Linked DNA regions of Anas platyrhynchos: region 2 is linked to region 1. The links are chromatin contacts, called in public Hi-C maps. All regions are on one chromosome and are shown on one strand. The core of a region is the stretch at or near the end of the contact, and the rest is flanking DNA. Distances in the headings are between cores, read along the strand shown. Region 1 overlaps PSTPIP1 (proline-serine-threonine phosphatase interacting protein 1). Region 2 holds the start of TSPAN3 (tetraspanin 3).

What was found. A called contact is a pair of places that touch in the nucleus more often than the background predicts.
Region 2: a contact with region 1 is called in a Hi-C map of F5 follicle, with 2.6 times the contacts expected there. The contact joins the promoter of TSPAN3 here to the enhancer-like site in region 1. A contact is called at or near these places in 6 of 8 Hi-C or Micro-C datasets (F1 follicle, F5 follicle, skeletal muscle and 2 more).

The regions. Positions count from the first base shown.
Region 1 is chr11:11,908,829-11,915,231 of IASCAAS_PekinDuck_T2T, forward strand. It overlaps PSTPIP1 (proline-serine-threonine phosphatase interacting protein 1), which reads left to right. Exons shown (of 15, transcript XM_005025076.6): 4 at 3,933-3,967; 5 at 5,393-5,499. Among named protein-coding and RNA genes, the nearest start is that of PSTPIP1, 31 kb to the left of the region's middle. Within about 2 kb of position 3,428, at least 3 of the 8 cell types and tissues checked have an H3K27ac peak or open chromatin away from gene starts, as enhancers often do. A contact at or near this core is called in F5 follicle and subcutaneous adipose tissue, where this site is marked.
Region 2 is chr11:11,967,020-11,973,422 of IASCAAS_PekinDuck_T2T, forward strand. TSPAN3 (tetraspanin 3) reads right to left here and starts at 2,233. Exons shown (of 7, transcript XM_027465609.1): 1 at 2,074-2,233. The coding sequence starts at 2,136.

The sequences.
Region 1 (6,403 bases), core at 2,178-4,677:
CCAGCACAGTCTTCCCTCCAGCAACAGCGCAGCTCCCCAGCAAAAGCAAGGTCCAAGAGACCAAACAAGGGGAAGCAAACGCTGAGAGCAGCTGGGACAGGTTCAGTTTTAAATGTTGCCACCCATGCTGTTCCAAACCCTGTGCTAAGTTCCCCTCCTGGACTGACTATAAGAAGATTTTGCAGTGAGTGAAATGAATTTATGATCAGACGTGGTGGTTCCCCGCTACTTCTCACACTGCCAAGCGAGGCCCCTCTTCTCAAATACAGGATGCATTTCCTGCCTTGAAAACAGAGGCAAGTTCTGCTGAGAGAAAGAAATCAAACCGAGCTCTCTAACGATGCATTCCATAAATGCCTATCCTCTTAGAGGAGAGCCACAGGGACCTGCGGTCAGTACCCTAGGGAGATTGGGTTGCCAGGTAAATTTGGACAAGTCTGCTTTGGAAAGGATTTTGAAACCTACAGAGCTAAAAATGCTAAATAATGAGCTTTACTGCCACATGCTTGCATTCTCTACACCTCTCCTTGGCTGCCCAGTTCCTCTAAAAGCTGTTAGTCTCCTTCTACCAATCCACTTGGAAAAACAAACACTGAAAAGTGCATATTTTACAAGAGCAGTTCAGTTCTGCTGTGCTCGAGTCAGAGGATACTACAGTACCAATATCTCAGCCACTAGATGGCAAAAATCACCAGAGGTTGCTGCGGAATGGCTGTCAAAATAGCTCTATCTGTTCCCCATTTTTCCAGGTTCAGGTTTAATCCTGTCTGCACCTGAAATTCATTTTGACAAATGTAATCTTTAAATGTCCAAGGGGGAGCCTTAACAAACAAGCACAGCAAATTCGTGTCCAACCCTATTTCACTGAGACGCCCGCAAGGGGCTGCATGTAAAGATGCCCAAAGGTGTCTTGTCCTTAGCTGGGGTGGTTCAAGTTTTCCTGAACGGGCATGGAAACACCAGCTATAAGGAACTTAAAAAAAAGGGGGGTGGGGGGAGAGAGGGGGAACTGTAGTTTTCCTTGAATTATTTTCAGCCTCAGGTTTTCTAATTTGGCTAGAGAAAAAAAAACAAACAACAACAAAATAAATTACTACCGCAATGCCAAGCAGCACAATATACTGTGAGGATAAAGCACCGTGTAGAAGTGTTCCTAAGAGCAAGACATCCTCATTTCGGTTGCTTTGGAATCAAACTCTTACCAATCTTATTAGAGTCACACCCCACAGAAGGAAGAGGCAATAGGTACTGTATATACAATGGTCCCAACTGAATTCAAACCCTTACATACGTCTGCTACATGGGATGCTTCCAGGAAACTCTCCAAAGTGCTGACATTATATATTTCACTGGCATAATCTGAGCATCTAGCAGCAGAGAAAAAAACTTTTCTGTAGGATTGCTGCTGCTGCAGCCAGCACATCCCTGCAGCCCAGAAAGCATAGAGGAATACCTGAAGGATCTGTGGGTCAAGATTTGATTTACTTGTCCTCCCCCCCACATCAGCTAGCACAACAACATGGTTGCTACTCCAAGTGCCACAGGGATGAAAGATCTGATTCACTGATTTCAGAACGTTAATATAAAAATGGGGAAGGAAATGGCTTAAATCTATTTCTGTCTTCTTAGGGACTGTGGCCTTGCCCTAACCAGCAGCTAAGGAACTGCCTGTGCAGATCTTTTATGCCAGGAGCAAAAGGCCACTTAGCTTAGTTGCTATTTCTGAAATAGCAACTAAAGACCATGTGGGGGCAAATGGGTGTCCCCAGCTCATAGCCAGGTGCGTTATTATACCAGAAAACCAGCAAAACCACCTTACAGAAAGCCAGCAAAAATGAGAGAAGCTTCCTGTATGGCTTATCATGATCTACTCTGGTAGCTCTGATGTCTGGAAAACAAAATAAGCAGCAAAATGCTTTTGTCCTGGATATGTATTGATAATGATTTTTTTTTTTCAGTATCCATTACAGCAGCTTTTTCAGCCTTGCCATAATTCAAATCACCAATATTGATGAAAAAATCTCTGAAAAACAGATTAATATGTCACACAAAAACAGTGCGTGCAATTTGCAAGTGTCCTCTGTTTTTAAAATGTCAGTATTTACCTATTTCTAGCACGAAGTTGCTAGCATATTTCCCACATCCCATTGGACAGTCTGTAATAAAAAAAAAAAAAAAAAGGAAAAATATACTTATGGAATAAAATTAGCTTAAGTTTTCAAAATAATCCTTTAGAACTTTTAGCAGGGGAAAAGCTAACTCAGCTACTGATATTCAACTTGGTTTTTGATTTCAAGTTTTTAATTAAATGAGCTGTAATTAATCCTGTTTTTTTCCATTGTGTTATGAAAATTGAGTTTCCATCAAAGTTTCCACTCCAGACTCACTTTGTGTGAACAAGGGTACAGAAGGAAAGGTGACTGAACCTTCAAAATGACTGAATATTGTGAGGATGATAATCTGCCACCAAAAAAAATAAATTAGTTTACCATAGTTATTTTCTTGAGAAGATACTGAAAGAGTCCAACAAGTAGATGAATACACATGTTTTCTGGCTGAAAGCCTTTTCCTTATATTTCCACGGACAGATACGAAGCTAGATTTGGAAGCACATTGCAGGGCAGCAATCACTGGGGACAGTCCCAGTCTTTCCCATCCTCTGTGCACTTTTCTTCTGCCTGGTAATGTGGTCTTGCTACTTGGACAACCAGCTTTGATTAGGAAACAGATGTCCACATAAATTAACACAGGGCAATTAGGACGCTTCACACATCTCCTAAGCCTCCTGGAACACCCAGGAGATGCAGGATTTCCCTCCCCATCTGCAGTCACACATGGCTGAGGAGTGATCCGCATCCTCTGCTGGGCTCTCCCAGTAGCCAGGCTTCAGCCAAGGAGATTTTGGAGGCTTTTCCCCTGGCCTCCTGTCTGGGGCAGCTGGGCACACTCTGGAGAGCCCAGAGCTCTTTCCCTCCTTGCCTCTGAAAAACCTCAAAATCACCACACCCACTGTCTTGGCTTCTGTATATGCAAATGTCCTTCCAGCCTGCGAACTCGGAGCTAGAGCTGATTAAGTTGAAAAGGCCCCTTACAGACTGTGCTCTTTCCTCTCTTGTCACCTCTATACTGGTCTTTCTGCTGCTTTCTAAAAGGACTCCGGTTCACCAAAAAACAGGACATCAGGTGAACTACCATTACCCCTTTGCATCCTCCTGCAACTCCCCACTGCAGGACTGCTCTCCTCGACGCGCGGGTCCACCGGAGGAGCAGTGCCAGCTTCTGGTCACCTCCACGCTGTATATCACAGCCTGAGGCCTCATTTTACAGCACGGGTTATTCATGTTGTGCTTCTGGGATGGTCGGGGCCCCTGTGAGCAACACTCTCACAGCTCTCAGCGCCTCGTGTCCTTCCAAGGACGGCGAGCTGCACCACACGGGGGTGCTAGGAAAGCGCAGGACGGAGATGCTGCACAGCGGAGCTGCTCCGGCTTCAAGGGTGACCAAGTAGGAAAAATTTGCTGGTGCTGCATTCAACACAGAAGGCGGGGCTGGCTTCTCCCTACCCTTCGGGCTAGCGCTCTGAAACCCAATTTCCCTTGACCATCTTTATTTCACTCAGTTGACTTGCATCCGTTGGCAACATGCAAGAACAGAGAGATGTCTGTTAGCGCTCAGTTACAGATACAGATTAAAAAAGAGGGTGCACATAAGGAGCACTGCAATTCTTTGCTTCATGGAGCATTTTATTGCGTTTCCTAGTGGTAACAGATTGATGCTATTGTGTCTCTTAGCATGGGCAATTTTTATCACAGGACTATTAAGAGCTTTTTTTCCTGGGTGGATCTTTTGTTTGAGGGAAAGTTTTTCCTCTAGATTCACAATCCACCCTTCGAAGCCTATGTTAACAAAGCACACTTGTTTTTGTCTCACAGCACGCTGAAGGCAGCATTTGAGAGGCTTAAGCAACGTAAGTATTTACATCTTTCTTTCTGACCTGGGTTAAGACAGACACGTGATTGTGCTTGCCCTCTCTGGGGTTTTTCCTTCTCTTCCCCCTCACACTTCTAACGTTTCTGTCCCTGTCCATAGTGGGGAGAGTGGAGGGAAAGGGCACTCATTAGAGTCCTTCTCCAAAGCTGGGCATCAAATCCAATCTCTGGAGGCACAGAAAATCACTTGTTCCTCAATCTGGTCCTACCTGGATAAAATCACATAACATTAGCAGTGTTCCCAGCTCTACAAACCACTAACATCAAAACAGTGTGCTTGCTTACTGTGCCCAAGGCCGAGCTAAAACCTTTCACACAGGAAGAGCACCACCATAGCCAATAGGACCCTGCACCTGGGTACTGGCACCTGTGTTTGGGATAACAACACCCTTAGAAAAGCAGCTGGTGAATTAAGGTATTCTTAGAGCTTGGGTGGGGGAGTTCAACAGGCTCCAGGGAGACCTTACAGCGGTCTTTCAGTATCAAAAAGGGGCCTACAAAAAGCTGGAGAGGGACTCTACCAGAGAGTGTATGGACAGGACAAGGGGTAATGGTTTTAAACTAAAAAAGGGTAGATTTAGATTAGATATAAGGAAGAAATTCTTTACTCTGAGGGCAGTGAGGCACTGGCACAGGCTGCCCAGAGAAGCTGTGGCTGCCCCATCCCTGGACGCATTTAAGGCCAGGCTGGATGGGGCTTTGGGCAGCCTGGGCTGGTGGGAGGTGTCCCTGCCCATGGCGGGGGGGTGGAAGTAGGTGATCTTCAAGGTCCCTTCCAACCCAAACCATTCTGTGAGTCTATAAGTTTTGGAAAATGCAGGGCTCCATTTCAGAGCCACCAAAGCTGACAAATGCAGAGATGTTAACCAGCCACTTCCAAGAGCATCAGCCAGGTGGCCTGAAATTCAGCCCACCTTAGCTGGCCCTTGAAAATCCTCAGCTTGCAACCACCTCTGATGATGGTTGTGCAAGGCTGGAGGCAAATGGAATATCCAGTGCCATAGAAGGGGGAAAGGCAGACTCCAAGGGGACGATGGGCATCAGTTCCCTCCTTCCCTCACCCCACAACACCTATGGCTGGGGTAAATGGGGCTGTGAAGAAACTCAGCCAGCCTCTGCATTTGCCAAGGCTGCTCTGAGTGGGTGCTCCAGTTCTGCAGCAAGCTGTTGTGCCCATGTATGTGCAAGCATTGAGAGGACCTGCAATAAGCCCTGTTCAGGTTGTGTGAATCCTCAGCAATGTCAGGCTCCCTGTGTTTCTGCATGCACTTTTTTTTTTTTAAAGGCTGCTTTGCTCGTGGCAAATTGTACAGTGTCCACATCTCAGAAATATCTCCTGAAAAACGTGACTTTACATTTAAAGACCTTACCGCTGACTGCATATCAATTCTGATCTGCTTTAGAAATTGAAAGCGTTGGAAATTCTCACATCCAGCTGGCAGTCATGCTGAGGGATGAACTGAAAGGAATAGAGGAGTTCCGAGAAAGACAGAAGGAGCAAAGAAAAAAGGTGAGGAATCAGCAAAACTTGGAACCATGTTGGGTCAGCGGGCCATACTGATGACCTGCCTCCAGCCATAGACTGGGAATAGTGCAAAAGATGATAAAATGTGCCCAGCGTGTCCTGTTCACTCCATGTACTAGACTGTGGAGGAACGACTTTCTGAGCCCAGCTACAAGTTAAGTAATTCTCTGAACTCAGGAAACAGAAGCTTTAGTCACTTCCACTGTCTCTGTGTAACTGCAGATACTATTCTTATCCCCATAAGAACTTAATCCCTCCTTTCCTCTTTTTATACCTGCACTAAGTACCTTGCTATGGCATGATCCTGCATGATCTCTAACATGCACTAAAATAAACACAAACATCTAAAATCATAAATGATCGTAATTAATAATTTATGATCATAAATTATCACAAAATCATTTTAAATTCATAAAATGAATGTTATGCTGAATGCAGCATACATGCTGAATTACAGATACTGGGAATAGCATCTAGCTGATGTTATATAATAAAAATCAGAGTATATTTAAGGCTTTTTCATCCTCTAGGGTCTTATTCAGCTCCAAGTCACTTGAAAAAGCAGCTCTTCACAGAGACAAGTGGTCACTTACTCCTCTGGTTCCACAGGCTTGAAGACAAAGAGCTGACAGTCACTTAACACTGAAAACAATGACTTAAGGAGCAGTAAAAATCAAATATGCAGTCCTTTGCCAATTTCAAACAAATGAAAATATATATGGGCAGTGTCCAATGCAACAAAACTCGTATCTACAACCCAGACACACAGGAACTTGGAGCAGCACAGAACCGAATACGAGAGTGGGTAAAACCAGCTCTGCTTCTGACTGTGCTGCTACTGAGCTCTGAAGTTCACAACAATCCGATAAAGCAAATTACGCATGCAAAT
Region 2 (6,403 bases), core at 983-3,482, 57 kb after region 1:
TAGACATTCAGCTCAAACACCAAATGAAACATGCTAGATCAAGAATTCAAATGCTTCCTTTCTCTTCTGCTATTTAAAATGAAGATGTGCTACTTTTGCTCAAAGTATGCAAGAAAGACAAATGAATTCTTTTCCTATTTTTAGCATGTAGCTTGGCTAAAGAGGCAAAATACGGATTTTGTGATTTTCACTTTTTAGGAAACATGCTTTTATCATTCTACATGCAACTTAGCAGTATGGCTGTTCCAGCTGCTTGCCTGTCAGAAAACTATCCGCATAAGCTGACTTGTCACTTATGGTTTGCAGAATACATCAATGGCATTTTAATTTGACATGACGTACTTTGTATCTAAATACAATCTGTCCCAAATCAAGTTTGTCTCAAAACTAAAGCCATTAAAAATGGAAAAGCACTCCATTCAGCATTACACAAAATAACTTCTGCACTTATCTCTGTTTAAGCTGGATAACTGCACTTGCAATTAAATTATTAAACCCAGCAAATAGCAAGCAATACTTTTCAAATTTATAAAACATGAAAACTCACTAAAGTTTGGGGGGGTGGATGAGAAATTGCATGCAGAACGCATTCATTTATTAGACACAATCTAATATAAACCAGCAACCAAGGTGAAAAAAACACCACTTCAAGATGCAACTTCGACTACCTACATTTCCTGTGAAAAACTAAGTATTCTGTAGCAGCCACCAAATTACCTTTTTTTAATGCCATTTGCACATAACAAAAAGCCACACCCTTCAGAGCAGATTCCAAACAAATGGCTGTGCTAAAAGATTGATGCAGCTACATGATACTTCAAAGGTAAATAACGGAGCTAATACACCTTAGTGAAAACGAGCTATTCCTAACATGCTCCACTTAAAGTCAAATATGCCTCACACTTACTGTTCATGTCTCTGAACAGCTGTATACACAGATGTCAGTGAGACTGCACAGGCATGCATTTTGCCTGACCATGATTCGTGTTTAGGCACCCAAGAGAGACATTCCTTTGTAAAAATTTAGACAAGAACATTTATCCTCTAACATTTGTTAGCTTTCATATGGCTTTCACTATTAGCTATTCTGCTAAATATAGCTACTTTTTTATGTTCTAATATCTTGTTACCCACTATCCCTTTTTCAAAGCTGAAATCTTTGAGCAGCTGGGACAACAAATCTTCTGTTCCTGGAGCTGGGATTACAGGATGAGAAACACAGGATCTAAAACCAGAAAAGGAATTCTTAAAATACACAGACAGCCTTAAATGTGGTTTCATTTATGCACGTTGTTCTGAGAGGGCACTTGTGACAGTGAGTAAGATGTCAAATTACAGCTTGTCATGTTAAGTTCATCCTCAGAAAGGGGTTTACAGCAGCCTACTGTTGCACCAAGCCAGCACAGCCAGCTTACAGGGTTGTCTTGCTGGCTGTAGTTGCGGCAGGTTTAAGCAATGTGTAAATAGCACGATGCAGCTGTGCTCACTGGAAGAAACAAACCACAAGACTCGCTGTTAGACTATTAAGTTACATGTGTATCACAGAGCTGTCCTAAACCGCTGGGGAAACAAAAAAAAAAAGCAACATACTACATAGTTACCACTAAGTACTTAGAACAGTCGTGTTAGGTAGAAGGCCAAAAGCTAGGTGGCTGTAACAGCTCTTTAAAGTCTAAGCCGGCAGTCCTGAAAGCCTCAATAACGCGGCTCAAGGTGCATTCAGTTACACAAGCGTCTCTCGTGTTCTTTACACCCTCGCTGCCAGGCTGCCGAGGCTCCCTCCACCTCTCAACTTCGGAGGCGAGGGCGGCTCGGCAGGGACGGGCTGCGCACAGCGCTCCGGCACAGGTCCCCAAGGAGAGGGCACGAAGCGCCTGCCACACGGCCTTGACCCAACCACGGCACGGGCACAGCGGCACGGGGCCGCTCCCAGCCGCCCCTTACCGAGGCCGGGACGGCGCCCAAGAGACGCGGCCCCCTCAGGGCCCCCGGCCCGCGGCGCCCCGGCCCAGGCCCAAGGCCTCCCCCCTCCCCGCAGCAGCTCCCCCCGGCCCCGGAGGCGCCCAGACTCACCCAGAAGATGAGGTTGAGGAAGACCAGGACGGTTTTGGAGGAGGTGATGCCGCACTGCCCCATGGCGCCGCCGCCGCCGCCCCTCAGCCCCCGGCCCCGCTCCGCGCCCCTCGGCTCCGCTCCGCCGCCGGCCCCGCCCCCACGTGACCCGGGCAAGCCGAGGCAGTGGCTTGCGGAGCCTAAGATGGCGGCCGGCTGCGTCACGTGGCGGGAGGGGGGCGGGGGAACCTAAGATGGCGACCGCTCCCCCTTAAAGGAGCCTGCGGCCTGCAGCCGCGAGGTGCCTGACGCGAGAGCTCTGGTCAGCTTTCGCCGTCCCTTTGGAAAAGGGACGCGCTTTGTCAGCCCCATTAGCAGCTTAGGCTGAAGTGGCCCTTGGAAATCCCCCGTGCAAATAATGACTTCTTTCAGTGGATGTTTAGATTGTGAGGAAAAAAGAAAAAAAAAAGCGCTCAAAGATTGCCCCAGTCAGAGGTATGGACAGTTTCAGGGACTACCTACAAATCTCAGTTGAGCTAAAAGTAAACGTTTCAGGAATTACAGCTGCGCCCTGAGTGCTGCTTAACCTCTCAGAACAGTGCTGAGAGCGCTGGGACACAAAAGCTAAGCTCTGTCCCAACAGGAGAAGCAGCCTGAGACATCTCTTCCTAAATGACCGCTGTCAGGATCTCCCTGGCTGGGTTGCCTTGCTAACTATCCTGCTATCAACAGTGTGTGTAAAGGTGAAGCTTGACGTGTTTTCCCATGAGGAACCTTCCAAGCGCTTTCCAAGGATGCTGCAGGTTGCCAGGCCCGGTTCCCCAGCTGGCAGGCATTCTCTGCTGCCAGGCTTTTAGGAGACTTTTGCTGTCAGCCTTTTTCCCAGTCGGGCCAGGTCACCTTTGGTGCTGCTCCCATCCCCACCACTCTCCCATTCCCATGATGACTTCTTGTCCCCAAGTCTCACTTGGGGACCCGCCTCCCACAGCCATTCCCCGTCAACAGCCGACATCCCCAAACCACTTTGTGGTGCGGACAGCAGGAGAGGGCTGCGTTCAGCCTCCCGCTGACCTATGCAGGAAGAAGTGCAGGCAGAGGCTTTGTAGGGTGGAAAAGTCCTAATTTAATAGGTGGGTAATTGTGGCTGCCACCCCCAGCCAACCCCCAGCTGAGGTCCTTTCAGATCCAGGAATGGGCCCGGCAGCCCGCGTGGTCGCCAGATCCCGGATCCTCTTCTTGGACCCGACGCAGCCAGGAGACGTCATTGAGGTCGTCGTACCAGACGTCCTCGTTCAGTCTGTGCCCAGAGTGCCTTCGGACCATCCCCTGTTCTTCAAAGGGGCTTGCCGGGGCGAGGCACTGCGGGAGCAGTAGTTGGGGCTCCTCTACCACTGCTGCTGTCACGTCATCCCCATGTTGCGCTCCAGTCTTTGGCGGGTTGAGGCGTCGCGTTGGGCGCGTGGCTCCAAGCGCTCGATGGCCTCAATACGCCCATGGCACATTGGGCAGGTGAACCTCTGAGTGGCCCAGGGCTGGATGCACTGCCGGCAGAAGCAGTGCCCGCAGGGGTGCATCCGAGACGCGTCGGACAGCTGGCCCAGACAGATGGCGCATGTCTCGTCCCCAGGGGCCTCCTCGTCTGGCTGCTCCCGCTGTTGCTGGTTCATTGTCCTTGCAGCTGCCCCGGCGTCAAGATGGTCTTGTGTGGGAAGGTGCCCCGGTGCCGGGTGGTTGTCAGCAGACTCCGGTCTTCAGCACCTCCCCTGCGGGTCGCCGGCACGATCTCGACGCTTCACGACTCCCTGGCTGGACCTCAGCACCTCGCATGCCACGAGCAGGACTACTACAGAAAGAAGCAGGAAGAAAACATTCTAGCAGCAAATCCACATTAGCTTTCTAGGTTCAGCCAAGTTGTCTAGAGTACTAGAGCAGTAAATGTTCTTCGTATGGACTACAACCAATGCTATTAATAACGGCAGCTCTGCTTCTGATAGAAGAATGGCTTCGTGTGTGCTTCACGCAACACCTATGCCTCTCGTCTTCCAGCAATGGCACCTCGAGCTATACAGCCACAAGCTGTACTGGCCGCAGGCATGCCACTCAGGGCTTTTATAGCCAGCCACCTTTTGGAGGCCGTAGGGTGACGGTGACTCTGTAGTTACATCACAAGGGTCTCGGGGTGCCCCTGATGGCAGCACTGACAGACGTCACCTGACGGTTGTGGGACAAGGCTGAGGTGAGATGGCTGCTCCACGCTGACAGGAGCCATGTCTGCCAGGCTGGGGTCCTGGCCAGGAGGTCGGTCTGCGGCCTGGGAACTGTCCCTGGGAGCCGGGGATGTCCTTGACGTGCAGCTGGACACCCGAGCATTGGAGGCATCCTGAAAAGACCATGGAAACAACGAGTATAAAACACAAAATATGAAACAAAAACCTGAAGGGATGTCTGAAACGGCTCTAGCGTTGAGCTCACTTGCCTGGTGATAAAATGAGTGGGAATGGACTAAAGTTGCACAAGGGGAGGTTTAGGGTGGATGTTAGGAAGAATTTCTTTTCAGAAAGTGTTGTGAGGCATTGGAATGGGCTTCCCAGGGAAGTGTTTGAGTCACCATCCCTGGAGGTCTTTAAAAGACGTTTAGATGTAGAGCTTAGGGATATGGTTTAGTGGAGGAGGACTGGTTAGTGTTGGGTCAGAGGTTGGACTAGATGATCTTGGAGGTCTCTTCCAACCTAGATGATTCTGTGATTCTGTTTATACATTACAATTCTGTGTCATATGGTATTTTAAAAGTACATAAAGGATATATTATCAAAAATGCCATGAAGAGTTGGTGGAAAAAAAAGCCTAAGACTAGTCTGACAGAAGAAAAATGCACAGGATTCATGATGATATTTAAAAACTCAAAGATTTTAGTACAACAACGCTGTTATGAAGTTTCAATGGTGAAAGTTAAATGTAACAGCCTGATGATCTGATTTAATTTTCTCTACAGTGCATATTTTGTGACAGATTAATAGGACTTGCTGTTCAGCAAACACATTTCAGTTACTTTTTTTTTTTTTTTTTTTTTTTTTTTTTTTTTGTGGCCAGTTTGGAGAACTGGTAAAAAGGATGTAAGGAAGGACTGGGACTTTGTGCATTCTGGGGACTGGGGAGAAGTGCTGATACGTGAGGCCCTGATGGGGCTGTCATTTTACATATGTGAGGAACAAAAGGGGCATGTGGGTAGGATGGAGAAGAGCGGGAATGGAGAGACTGGTTAGTTTTTGAGGGATTGTGTGACCTGGACTCACATTACCTGGGATGGCAACATCAAACACCAAGACAAAAATAAGCGTCAAGTGTACCTCTAAGCATGTCACCTATAGAAAAGTAAGTATAATGGTGCCTGGCATTCTTCTTTGCAGTACTGTCCCTCTGCTCATGTGCATAGAAAGATAGCTGATTGGACGGAAAAGATGAGCTATGTCCCCACAGGAGAAGCAGCCTGAGACATCTCTTCCTAAATGACCACTGTCAGGATCTCCCTGGCTGGGTTGCCTTGCTAACTATCCCACTATCAACAGTCTGTGTAAAGGTGAAGCATGAAGTGTTTTCCTGTGAGGAACTCTCTGTGCGCATTGATGGATTTTAAGATGAACTTGAACCTCTGCTACTGGCTCTCAATGGCTATGTTATTTGTGCACTAAGGCATGGCAGGCCTAGAGGAGATCAAATGTATAAATGAAGAGTGCCAAGCATTTTACAAACAGGACGTTTGTCTAACAGGAAGAAGTAAAGCTTCCAGTGAAGCAAGAGAATATGACTTTTTGTCCCACAAGTGAACAAACAGTGAGGAAGGTGCAAACCTGGGTGATTTTTAGAACATTTTTGAGAGTGGGTTTTCCCTGTGAAGAATGAAGGAAACATTAAGAAATGATGAGAAAACATGCACATTTTCCACAAGATGCACGTCTCTGAGATGGCACCAGCACTGAGGGAGCTAGGGCAAGGTAACATCTACCTAATATTTGCTGCTTATAACTTTAGCACAATCAAGATAGAACTGCTCATTATCAAGGCCTTGTTTGGTATCTCACTAGTCAACCCAAACACCTTCTCCCCCATTTCTTTTGGAATCATGATATTTTCTCAATCTTTCTTTTATTCCATTTCTCCTCTTTGTAACCCTCCACTTGTCACGGAAATACCTGTCATCCCTCAACTGTTCTCCCCAGGCTTGGTGAGCTCATTGAATAGCTTCACCTTGTTCCTTTTGTAGCAGATTTGCTTCACCGCTGGAAAAGAAATTACCCATGTTACTGAGGGCCTTAACATTTTAGGGAGCAGTTTTGTAAATGGAGACAAGTAA